2 separate regions of the Bos taurus genome follow, and region 2 is linked to region 1. A link is a contact called in public Hi-C data. All regions are on one chromosome and are shown on one strand. The core of a region is the stretch at or near the end of the contact, and the rest is flanking DNA. Distances in the headings are between cores, read along the strand shown.

Evidence for each region. A called contact is a pair of places that touch in the nucleus more often than the background predicts.
Region 2: a Hi-C map of an unstated tissue shows a contact between it and region 1, with 3 times the contacts expected there. The contact joins two enhancer-like sites. A contact is called at or near these places in 4 of 11 Hi-C or Micro-C datasets (liver, skeletal muscle, skin fibroblasts and 1 more).

What each region holds. Positions count from the first base shown.
Region 1 is chr24:61,298,299-61,304,931 of ARS-UCD2.0, forward strand. No RefSeq gene overlaps it. Among named protein-coding and RNA genes, the nearest start is that of PHLPP1, 250 kb to the left of the region's middle. Within about 2 kb of position 1,538, at least 18 of the 102 cell types and tissues checked have an H3K27ac peak or open chromatin away from gene starts, as enhancers often do.
Region 2 is chr24:61,688,034-61,694,539 of ARS-UCD2.0, forward strand. No RefSeq gene overlaps it. Among named protein-coding and RNA genes, the nearest start is that of VPS4B, 5.0 kb to the left of the region's middle. Within about 2 kb of position 4,893, at least 22 of the 102 cell types and tissues checked have an H3K27ac peak or open chromatin away from gene starts, as enhancers often do.

The DNA.
Region 1 (6,633 bases), core at 288-2,787:
TGGGTGTGTGTGTGTGCGCACGAGTAGCTAATTAATGGTGGTCAAGGTTGCGTTTCCTGTTAACTTGGTGGATGGCGATTTTTAAGGGTTGGATTGTGTCCTCTGAAAAGATATTTTGAAGTCTAACCTGTAGTACTTCAGAATGTGACCTTATTTGGAAATAAGGTCTTTATAAAGGTGAGCAAGTTACAATGAGGTCACTAGGGTGGGCCCTAATCCGTGATGCCTGGTGTCCTTACAGGAGAGGAAATTTGGACGAAGAGACACAGGGAACACCATGAGCTCCAGAGCAGTGAGAGGACATCCTTTTTCAGGGGTGTATAGTTGATTTTTCAGGGGTGTATAGTTGATTTTTTCAGGGGTGTGTAGTTGATTTTTTCAGGGGTGTGTAGTTGATTTTTCAGGGGTGTGTAGTTGATTTTTCAGGGGTGTGTAGTTGATTTTTTCAGGGATGTGTAGTTGATTTTTTCAGGGGTGTGTAGTTGATTTTTTCAGGGGTGTGTAGTTGATTTTTTCAGGGGTGTGTAGTTGATTTTTCAGGGGTGTGTAGTTGATTTTTTCAGGGGTGTGTAGTTGATTTTTTCAGGGGTGTGTAGTTGATTTTTTCAGGGGTGTGTAGTTGATTTTTTCAGGGGTGTGTAGTTGATTTTTTCAGGGGTGTATAGTTGATTTTTTCAGGGGTGTATAGTTGATTTTTCAGGGGTGTGTAGTTGATTTTTTCAGGGGTGTGTAGTTGATTTTTTCAGGGGTGTATAGTTGATTTTTTCAGGGGTGTATAGTTGATTTTTTTCAGGGGTGTATAGTTGATTTTTCAGGGGTGTATAGTTGATTTTATCAGGGGTGTATAGTTGATTTTTTCAGGGGTGTGTAGTTGATTTTTTCAGGGCTGTGTAGTTGATTTTTCAGGGGTGTGTAGTTGATTTTTTCAGGGGTGTGTAGTTGATTTTTTCAGGGGTGTGTAGTTGATTTTTTCAGGGGTGTGTAGTTGATTTTTTCAGGGGTGTGTAGCTGATTTTTTCAGGGGTGTGTAGTTGATTTTTTCAGGGGTGTGTAGTTGATTTTTTCAGGGGTGTGTAGTTGATTTTTTCAGGGGTGTGTAGTTGACTTTTTCAGGGGTGTGTAGTTGATTCAGTGTTGTGTTAATACATTTTTATTGTTCAAACCACACAGTGGTTCACAGTATCGTAGCAACCCTAGGAAACCAATACAGAGATTCAGAATTGGATTAAGGAGACTAGAGAAAGGCAGTATTTCTTACGCAAGTGGATTTATGAACCGAGGTTCCCACCAGCTGGCAACTGGAGAGCTAATTTCCTGAACATCGTGTGGTTTTCTGGAAAAAGTTTCTAAGACTGTCTAGTATCCTTCAGCTGTCCATTCAAGGTTACACTATCTTCTCTCTGGAAAGCGCTTTCCCCTCCTTCAACTCTCCCAAGCGTGTGGTCAGGCGGATTCCACGCCACTGCTGAGCAGAGAGGGTCGGGGCCAAGAGTGCGCTTTGGGTTCTTGGCCCCTGGGCCAGCCTGTCTCTCTGCTGTCAGGACGTGCCCTGCCCTGTGGTCAGCATCCTTCAGACGGAAGCTCCCTTTATGGTCACACTGTGATCCCATCCCCCGGCAGAAAGCAGGGATGAACAGAAAGTTCCCACGATTATATGGAAAAGAGAAGCCAAAGTGAGGAGGACTGGATGAGGGCGGGCTGAGCTGGCCCCTGGAGATGTGAGGGTGACTCAAGCTCAGCAGGAGCCGGTCAGACGCCCTGTTTGATGAGAAGCTAGTGCAGATGTGATGCCATGGATAATGACGTGTTTGCGAGGTCTGTACCTCCCCAGAAGTACCTGGCTGGTGTGGTTTGGACCATATCATGAACGCTGCGCTCAGGGCCAGCATCCGGTTCCCCCAGATGTCCCCTGCACTGATGAGCTGTCAGAGCACAGGCGTCCAGGCAAACGAGAGGGCCCCGTCCTGGTTTGGATGGGAGACTGGGGTGGCTGAGGGGTGCCCGCATCCTGCGAGGGCGGGCTTGGCTCTGATGTGGGAAGGGCTGGGTCGCACAGGGCCGCTGGGAAAGAGGTGGTCATGCTAGGGTCATGCTAGGTCGGACTGGGTGGAGCTGTTGAGCAGGGGCTTCCCAGATGGCAAACAGCTGCCCCGGAAAATGTTTACACCAAGGATGGGAAGCCGAGGACGCAGCCTGCAAGGGGAGGGGAGGGGATCACTTCCTGAATTCTAGCACGATGCCTCTGACTGCAGACAGTTTCCAGTAAAGCCCCCCTTCATTCATTTCACTTGTAGGAAACTTCGAGGTTGCAGCAAGATTAAGAAAAGTTTTTTTCATGAGCAATGATGAAAACAGTAAGAATAGACCAAGAACAACGTGGAGGGTCTTAGAATTTGTCATGAGGCCACTAGGGGGCAGAGGAAGACAGCTCTTTGGAGCCGGTGAAACCACTGCGGCCCCAGTCCTTTCCCACCGCAGAGCGCGTGAGTTAAAAAAAAGAACAAGCGTTGCACAAGGATGGCTTTACCACTATCAAGAGCTTCTGGTATTCGGAGGTAGTTTGTATTTCACAGATAGAGTGTTGAGTATTAGATGGAACCCTGCCTGTAACTGGAACTCAGTGAGTCAAAATTCACTCAGACCTGCTGTTTAGCACGTGTTTCTGGCTTACGTGTGCCCGTGTATAGGGTCACTGTCTTCAGAGAACCCTCACTGAGCTGCTCTTTTGGCTGCTGCTATTTGATTTAGAAGGGAATCAACCTCAGGTCCAGTCTTGATCTCAGAAAAGTTTGAAATTGTTACTTGTTGTTCAGCCGCTCAGTCGTGTATGACTCTGCACCCCATGGACTGCAGCACGCCAGGATTCGCTGTTCTCCATTGTCTCCTGGAGTTTTCCCAGGCTCATGTCCATCGAGTCAGTGATGCCATCCAACCATCTCATCCTCTGTCCCCTTCTCCTCCTGCCTTCAGTCTTTCCCAGCACCAGGGTCTTTTCCAGTGAGTCAGCTCTTCGCATCAGGTGGCCAAAGTATAGGAGCTTCAGCTTCAGCATCAGTCCTTCCAGTGAATATTCAGGGTTGATTTCCTTTAGGATTGATTGGTTTGATCTCCTTGCAGTCCAAGGGACTCTCAAGAGTTTGTTACTTCTCAGAGCCTGTTTTACTGCATGATGGACTTTTCCACTGAAACCATTCCTGCCTCACAAAGCACGAGGGAAGCAGACAGTAGTGCATGGTGGCCCCGTCACCAGCACAGTGGGGTGCAGCGGCGTACCTCTGTGGGCGCCTTATACCTGGTGAGCGCCTTGTAGTTGGTTCTCTCATGCCAGGAATATGGGCCTTCCCTGGGGGTTCAGATGGTAAAGAACCAATCTGCAATGCAAGAGACCCAGGTTCAATCCCTGCATGGGGAATATCCCCAGAGAAGGGAATGGCAACCCACTCCAGTATTCTTTCCTGGAGAATCCATGGATAGAGAGGCCTGGTGGACTGCAGTCCATGGGTTGACAAAGAGTTGGACACGACTGAGCAACTAACACTTTCAAGCATTTGATGCAGTGATCTTGTGGGTTGAATTAAAGTACTTTTTGACCCTGAAGGCTTATCTCCCCCCAGTTCTGTAAAGTGAGGATGAAAGATAACATCCCATTCAAAAAATCTGAGGCTCTGAGGACTTCTTTCTCCAAGTTGCTTCAGTCAGCAGATGTTTATGAGCTCTGTGTCAGATTTGATGAATGTTGAGGGGCTCAGAGATTAATTGAGGAAACAGACACATGACCTGAAAACAGAGTGTGGTCTGAGGTGCCATAGGAATGTGTCTGGGGGGCTATGCAAGCAGAAGAGGAGGTTCCAAGGCTCAACTGAGGAAAACGGACCCGAGAGGCTGTATCGATGTGGTCACTTTTAGCTCCTCCGGCTCCCCCCAAGCAGCTGGCAACAGCAAAACCAAAACCACTTTGCAGGGACGCTGCTGTGTTCCACATCACACAGGATTCTCGCAGAGAACAAAACGTGATCCTCCCTGTGGAAGACAAGCTTACAGTAAAGATGATTAATTATAAAATGCTAGAGGACACAGTCATCAAGAGTTAAGTGTCCACAGCAAACATTGTAGCTTTTAGGTAATAGAATATTCAGAAAGCATGGAGTAATGCATTTAAAATATAAACCACAGATGAGCAAGTAATAAATGGAGATAGATATGACCAGATAGATTCGAAGAAGAGCCAAACAGAACTTGTAGAAATGAAAAATAGGATTATTTAAATAAAACACTCAGTGGATAGGGTTAAGCAGCAGCTTAGACACAGCTAAAGGAAAAGTTTTTAATTGGAAGATGGAGCCAAGGGGAGATTGAAAATATTAAAGAGAGCTTAAGAGGCATGAAGGATAGAATAACATGAACTGTCATATCCTTGATAGGAATTTTAAGCTGGAAGAGAAACAATGAGACAGTGGCAATCCTCAAAGAGATACTGGCTGAGTTCTTTTTTGTTTGTTTGTTTTTTAAAGAATTAACAGAAGACATGATCCTTCATACTCAAGTGGTAGGGAGTCCTGAGTAATACAAGTAAAAATATAGGCACACCTACAGATGAAAATAAAATTGCAGAACACCAGAGAGGGAAAAGAGATTAAATCTCTCTTGATAAAGAAACCAGAGATTAAAAAACAAACGGGCTTGCCTGCAAAGCAACACAGCCCCCTGAAAACAGCCTTCTCAGCAGGGAGTCAGAAGTGAAGGCACGTGCCGACAGAAAGTGAGTACCAGGGCAGGCTCCAAAAGCCAGCCAAAGGGTTATTCAAGAGCAAGGATACCATAAAGACAGCTTCAATTAAGTAAGACTGGAAAGTTTATAAAAATAGTTTCATTTATTTATTTTTATCTGTGCTGGGTCTTCATCGCTGTGCAGGCTTCTCACCGCGGTGGCTTCTCTTGTTTGGAAGCACAGGTTCCAGGGCGTGCGGACTTCAGTAGCTGTGGCTCCCGGCTCTAGGGCACAGGCTCAGTAGCCGTGGCTCCCGGCTCTAGGACACAGGCTCAGTAGCTGTGGTGAATGGGCTTAGCTGCTCCTCGGCATGTGGGATCCTCCCTGATCAGGGATCAAACCCGTGTCTCCTGCACTGGCAGGAGGACTCTTTCCCACTAAGCCACCAGAGAAGCCGAAAGTGGAAAGTTTACCCCTAGCAGATCCTCTGTAAAAAATACACTATTAAATATACTTCAGAGAAAAAGCGTAAGTTGGATCTAAAGGAAACGAGCAGGATACAGAGAAGCCTTCTGCTTCCCCTGCTGCTCTTGTGCTCCATTTCTCATGACCCCTCCACCTGCGACCTCACAGGGAGGAGGGGCAGGTGAGGAGGGCGCTCACGGATGAGGGCAGGAGCACGTGGGGGCCCTCCTGTGGCACCACTGTGCCAGCGCCACGCAGCCTCTGTCTACTTACATCTCTGGCTGGGGTTCTCTGTCAACTCACCCTTCCTGGGACGGAGGCTGGAGGACCCCGAAGTGCATCACGGGGCCTCCAAGCCCTGTGCTACAGCTCAGGCTCCAGAAGGAGCCGCGCTTCTGGTTTTGGGAGGGAATCCGTCACCGATCCCTCCATCCTCCATAGCAGTCTCCCACTGTCTTAGGTGGGCGCCCATCTTTGGGATCTCTCTGAGTCTGACCCTAAGACAGAGACTCCAGATGGAGCAGTTTATTTGGAAGATGATCCCAGGAGACGCTGGCAGGGGCATGGGGACACAGGACAGGAAAGTAAAGGCAGCTAAGCATGTGATATCAAACAGGCTGCTGCCGTGGGTGACTGAAGCTTATACCTGCTCAGAAAGCTCTGGAAGCCAGTGCAGAATGTGCCTCTGAGAGTGTCCTGTCTTGAGGGTAAGGGAGCCAGGGTGCTCATACACCACCCCTTGTCCCGCCCTGTTGGGAGGCTGTTCCAGAGGCATCCATTCCTGGGCACTGTGGCCTGCTGCACCAGTTGCAAGGAGGGTGCTCCAGGTCAAGAGAAATTTCGTCTTTGGGCCACAGGACAAGGTCCTGGCCATTGGAATTCCAGCCTGTCATTGCTGAAGGGGAAGGACAAGGGTGTGGACAGGCTCGGGCAGCATCTGCTAATGCGCCTTGATTCCAAGCCTGCAGGAGAGCGCGCTTCTTTCACAGGCAGCACAAAGACCCAGCCAAGACACCTTTCTCGGGGCCAGAAAGGTGCTTCGGAGCGTCCCGCTGCTCACTGGCCTTGTCTGAAGGAACCCTGCCGCCTCCTGGTCCTCTTGCAAACCTTGGGAGGGGTTGCAGGAAGCCTGGGGCTTTGCTCTCATTACAGGGACAGAATCTAAAAAAAACAACAACACCCGAGTGTGTGCCTTGTCCGCCAGCTTTGCTAGTGGCCTGGCAGGCCGTCAGCAAGCAGATGTGCACTCAAAAGACCACGCAGGTGCAGCTGGCACCGCAAACAGCAGGTGATGCAAAGGAGCAGGAAATTCAGGATGCCTCAACTCCTGGCTGACTTAAACTCCAAAAAATGACGCGCCTTTATATTCCTGACGTTCGCCCAGGTTTGAGTACTATAAAAAGAACTGGAGAAGAATAAAATTAGAAACACACCTTTTGGCATCCTTAAAATAAAATGGG
Region 2 (6,506 bases), core at 3,643-6,142, 390 kb after region 1:
TTATTTATTCCAGTTATTGTGACAGGGAAAGTTAATGGCTTGAGCAGCTAAGTGCTTTCTGTGGGACGATGGAAGTCAGAGATTAGTGGCAGAACTAAAATAAGACCTTTCCCCAGCATTCTGTTGTTTGCAGTCACGATTCTTTCTTTTTTCCCCCTTCCTTTTCTAGCTTCTCAAAGGAAAGCAAAATAGATGTTTAATCACTCCAACGTTTTCTTTCCCACTCATTCCCTAATTCTTTCTGAACATCTGGCATCTCCTAAATAAAGATCTTCCCTCCTGCATCATATTTAGTGTTGGCAACTACCCAGTTCTTGAAATCTCTTCTGGGTAGCATGCTGATGTCCTTTATCCTCTCCACTTTCTCCCCTCCTCACTCTTAAGGGCGGAATTCCCTCAGAGTCTGATACCCTCTTCTCTTTCACTACTCAAGCTTTGCCCATCTTATCTCCCTGCTGGGTTCTAGATGCAATAGAATAGAAATGGCTTCAAATTTAAATCTCTAGGCCTTCCCTGTCCTCTGCCCATCATTGACAGCTGCCTCCCAGAGAGCTCCAAAAGCCATGGGATTTTCCCACAGGAAAAATCCAATGCAGTAAAAGTCAACTTAATTATCGTGTACTCCAAACTTCCATCTCTTTGCTCCTCAAAATAAATATCACCAGCTCTCCATCATCCAGGCTCAAAGTTGAAGACCCCTCTCTGCCTGTGTCTACCAGTTCTTCCCACCCTTCTGTCCCCTTCCAGTTACTGATAAAATACTATAGCGAATCCAGTCCTTAGAATGGCAGCACATACTAGACATTTAGTAAATATTAAACTATTTAACTGAGCTGCGTAGAACAGCCTCTGGTTCCTTAATGACTTTCAAGCTTGATTTTGCCTGAAGATACAACCAGACTCCAATTTACCTTTCAATTCAATCCCTAAAGGTTTACCGAACTCCCACTAAAGACAAGCCTACTGCGCATTAGGAGCCTATGAATATGAATAAGATGTGGTCTTTGCCATTTAGGATCTTACAATTTAGTGGAAGGCACAGACATGTGATAATGAAAAGAGAATTTATTTGAGTACCACAGTTGAGTACCACTATGTGCCAGGCTGATTTAGGTGCTGGATGTGAAGCAAAGAGTCAGTAATTTCTCTTTTATAACCTATACAGTTGATACCATGTACTCCCTAATGTGCAGTGAGAAAGGTGTCACCTATGAGATTTTAAAACTTCAGTCTCATCATGAGAAAGTACCATAAAAACACAAAGTTTTGTTTTTTTTTTTTAAAAGAAAACTACAAAATACCTGACTGTGTGCTTCAAAAATGTGAAAGTCTTAAAAAATAAGGAAAGACTGAGAAACTCATCACAGATTTTAGGATTGCGTCTGTGCGTGCATGCTCAGCTGTTCAGTCATGTCTGAATCTTTGCAACCTCAAGGACAGTAGTCCGCCAGGCTCCTCTGTCCATGGGATTTTCCAAGCAAGAATGCTGGAGTGGGTTTCCACTTCATCCTCCAGGAGATCTCCCCAACCCACGGATCAAATCCAAGTCTCCTGTGGCTCCTGCATTGGTAGGTGGGTTCTTTACGTCTGAACCACCCAGGAAGTGAGACTCCGGAGACTGGCAACTAAATGCAGTATGGGGTTCTGGATTGAATTATAAAACAGAAAAAGACAGGGGAAAAATGGATAAAAATACGTCTTTTAGCTAATAGTATTATAATGATGCTAATTTCTTAGTTTTGATAAATATACCATGGTTGTTTAAGACGTTAACAGTAGGAGATATATAGTGAAGCATATATGGGAATTCTCTTTATTTTTGAAACTCTCTTGTAAATATTATTTTAAGATAAAATGTTTCCTTAAAAAGTCCTGCTCTTTGGAGCTTACCTTCTAGTGGAATAGAAACTTTTTTCCTTTTACATGTGTGAGATAAACAGAAAATACATATTGAACTGCGCCCTTAGTTCCTGACACAGAGCTCCTGAACCCTTGGGCTTTTCTGGGTGATTGAAATGTCTTTTGTTCCAATGAGGTGACCCTGGGTAGGCTCCTGGATGAGGATTGGTCACCAGGAAGTACAAGCTATGATTCAAAGCTTGGGATTTTTAGCCCCCACCCGCCATTCCCTTAAGAAGCAGAAGGGCTGAAGGTGGAGTTAATGATTGCTCATGCCCGTGCCATGTGGGGAATCATCCGTAAAAATCCCCAAAGTACGGGCCTCAGAGAGCTTCTGGGCTGGTGAGCATGTGGAGGTGCTGGGAGGGTGGTGGGCTACGACGGGCTCGGGACCTCCACCCCGTTCCCGCACACCCAGCCCCGTGTTCCCTGCACACCCGGCCCTGTGTTCCCACACACCCGGCCCTGTGCACCTCGTCTGTCTGGATGTTTACCTGTATCCTTTATCCAAACTTTTTATAGTAAACTGATGAAAATGAGTTAAATGTTTTTCTGAGTCCTGTGAGCTGCTTTGCAAATTAATCGAATCTGTGAAGGAGGGTCACTGTAAACTCTGATCTACAGCCAGAAGCACAGGTAACATACCAGGCTTGTGACTGGCATCTGAGGAGGGTGTGTGTTGGGGGGCTGGGGGCAGGAAGGCAGTCTTGTGGGACTTGGCCCTCCATGTGTGGGATCTGACGCTGTCTCCAGTGTCAGAATTGAATTAAATTTTAAGACACTCAGCTCATGTCGAAAGTTGCTGGGTATGAGGAAAAGTCTACACATATTTGATGACCAGAAGTACATAAGAAATGTCTTTAAGAAATGACTTAAAACTCTACATTCAGAAAACAAAGATCATGGCATCTGGTCCTATCACTTCATGGCAAATAGATGGGAAAAGAGTGGAAACAGTGAGAGACTTTATTTTGGGGGGCTCTAAAATCACTGCAGATGGTGACTGCAGTCATGAAATTAAAAGACGCCTGCTCTTTGGAAGAAAGAGCAACCTAGATAGCATATTAAAAAGCAGAGACATTACTTTGCCAACAAAGGTCTGTCTAGTCAAGGCTATGGTTTTTCCAGTAGTCATGTATGGATGTGAGAGCTGGACTAGAAAGAAAGCTGAGCTCTGAAGAATTGATGCTTTTGAACTGTGGTGTTGGAGAAGACTCTTGGATGACAAGGAGATTCAACCAGTCCATCCTAAAGGAAATCAGTCTTGAATATTCATTGGAAGGTCTGATGCTGAAACTGAAACCCCAGTACTTTGGCCACCTGATGCAAAGAACGGACTCATTTGAAAAGACCCTGATGCTGGGAAAGATTGAGGGCAGGAGAAGGGGACGACAGAGGATGAGATGGTTGGATGGCATCACCTACTCAAGGACATGAGTTTGAGTAAGCTCTGGGAGTTGGTGGTGGACAGGGAGGCCTGGCGTGCTGCAGTCCATGGGGTTGCAAAGAGTCGGACACGACTGAGAGACTGAACTGAACTGAACTGAGTACTTGAGAGAAGTATGGTATATGCTGTGCTGCTGTGCTAAGTCGCTTTAGTTGTGTCCAGCTCTTTACGACCCCATGGGCTGTAGCCCGCCAGACTTCTTTGTCCATGGAATCTCCAGGCAAGAATACTGGAGTGGATTGCCATGCCCTTCTCCATGGGGATCTTCCCGACACAAGGATTGGACCCTGGGTCTCCTGCATGGAGGCAGAGTCTTTACCATTTGAGCCACAAGAGAAGCCTGCTTATCTCTACAATTCATTGCAAAACAAACTGTAAATGATATTTTTTTCCCCTGACTTTTTCATGAAAGTAAAACTCCTCTTCAGATTGCTTTCAGTTAGCAAAAACAGGTACCGATGCAGATCTTTTATGAAAGCAAAGTGGTGCAGAGCAACTTTTCAAAAAGCAAGGGAGACCTGTATTGGTTTTATGAAAATGTATTTGTAGGAGGGACCAGGGAGAGAGAGGAGCCAGGAAGGTCAAGCAAGAGGCTACTTCAACAGCCTGACGTTTCAGGAAGGAGGATCTCCTGAGCCAAATGGCGATTCCGCATTCCTGAAGCACAGCTCTAATTTGGACTTTGATTAGTACACCCTCCATCCCTCGATTGCGTTCACCCATTCAGCCTGTTGAAATCGTACCTATTCAAAGGACCTGTTTCAGTGTCTCTTGCTCAGGACACCTTCAAAAACTCTTTAAACTTTCATAACTTTGGGACCTTAAATTGTCCTCAGGTAATGAAGCTAAGTGCCGAATACAGTGTCTGGAACATAATAGATACTCAAAAATTGTTGTCCACGAGACGACTTCACAGTGTTCCTCCTTTCTAGACTGTAAGGTCAGTATGGGCTAAGATGTCACCTTATTCATTTTATAACCTCCTCCTCTGACAAAGAGTCGGACACGACTGAGCGACTGAACTGAGCCGGCCCTGTGCCCTTGTTCCCCACGCACACACACGGTTTTGCTCACATGCTGTGCATGCACGCTAAGTCACTTTAGTCGTGTCCGACTCTTTTCGACCCTATGGGCTGTAGCCCGCCAGGCTCCTCTGTCCATGGGATTCTCCAGGCAAGGATACTGGAGTGGGTTGCCATGCCCTCCTCCAGGGGATCTTCCTCGCCCAGGGATGGAACGCCTGTCTTTACGTCTCCTTCACTGGCTGGCGGGTTCTTTATCACTAGCGCCCCTTGGGAAGCCCATAGCCAGGGTTTGTTAAATGAAGTGAAGTCTCCTTGTGAATGATCTTTAGCGATTTGGGAGGTTGGTTGGTTGGCAGATGGCATCTGTGGACTCACCCTTCTGCAGGGTCTCACCATCAATCCGTCCAGGAACAATCTGTCTCCCTCAGGCTCCCTAAAGGAAGTGCACAGTCTGAAGCCCTTACAGCATGAGCAGGGCAGCTCTTCACGTCCACCCGGGATCAGGTTTCTGCTTGCTGAGTCACCCGCTCCCTCCCTGACCCGGACACAGCAATAAGGCAGACAAAGCATCGCCAGCTGACCACGTGAAGGGAGTGACTCATCGGGGTTCTCAGGCTGGAAACCTGCTCTCCGCTTCAGGCAGCATACCTTTCTGAACATGCTGGTCACCTGGAGGCCCAACCCCTGCCCGCTTACTGTTGTTCATTTTATTCATATGAAGCTACAGAGGGTTCTGGACTGTTAGTGGGTTTAGGAACCAGCCCATCAACGTCAGTCAGCCCTCTGAGGATGGGCGTATGGCCGGAAGTGTCCATTCTTCACTGTGGCTGGTCTGCGGTGAAGTGGCTGGTCTACGGTGAACGTGCTCTAAGGCATCTGCTCAGGAGGAAAGGTGAGGGGCCCGCCTTCAACAGTTTTGCAAGCTAGGTGATCATTCTCCAGACGGTGGGCACTTAGATGGGCTTCCCAGGTGGCGTTTGTGGTAAAGAACCCAGCTGCTAATGTAGGAGATGTAAGAGATGTGGGTTCAATCCTTGGTCAGGAAGATCCCTTGGAGGAGAAGATGGCAACCCACTCCAGTGTTCTTGCCTGGAGACTCTCAAGGACAGAGCAGCCTGGTGGGCTGCAGTCCATGGGATTGAAAAGAGTCAGACACAACTGAGCAGCTAAGCACGCATGCACGCTACTTTTAAGCTCCCTGAAGTTGTTGGCCAAATTCATAGTAGCTTAGTTTATCAAAGCCAAGAAAACACACACACACACTCACACACACACAGGATCTTGGCTGCTTCAAGTCTCTGGCTTCAGGGAAGACTCAGACTCTCTCTTAAAGGGTTTTCCTGATTAGGTCAGACCCATCCAGGATAACCTTGATTAACTCCAGGCCAAATTATTAGGGACCTTCATCACATCCACAAAATCCCTTCACCTTTACCATATTCTGTTGGTTCTCTATTTATGTTTTGCAGGGCTCTGATCAGTATCACATTAATTAAGATAATTAGAAAAATGGAGTAACTGGCAGAGAAAGAGGAAAGCGGTAATTTATTACTATATATGGGATCTAAAAACAGACCCAACAGGTGAGTATAGCAAAACAGGAGCAGAATAACAGATACAGAGAACAAATCAGCGGTTCCCAAAGTATAAATTGCTATACGTAAAATAAACTACAAAGATATACTGCACAGCACAGGGGGTATGGCCAATATTTTATAATGACTTTAAATGGAGTATAATCTACAAAAACTTCGAATCACTATGTTGTACGTCTGAAACTAGTACAATATTGTAAATCAACTATGCCTCACCAAAAAGGAAAAAAACGTGGAATGAATAACGACAGATGCTTAGAAAGAAAGACTTCATGAACCATCACTGCCTTGGAAATTGTGTGGAGTGGAAGCATCTGGTTTAGAAAGAGGAACAGCTTCTCTGTATCTTAGAAATATGCAGATCGATACATATTCTAGCAGCAAAATTGGTTTACACATAGAAGCCTTTGCTGTCCACTGAGAGCTCCTTCTCCAGAATGACATCCCAGTCGTCTTTCGAGCAGGTAAAATCTCTCACGTTTGCTATTGCCAAACAAACGCACAGATCCGGGGTGAGATTTGTTGGGGTGGAATCATTTT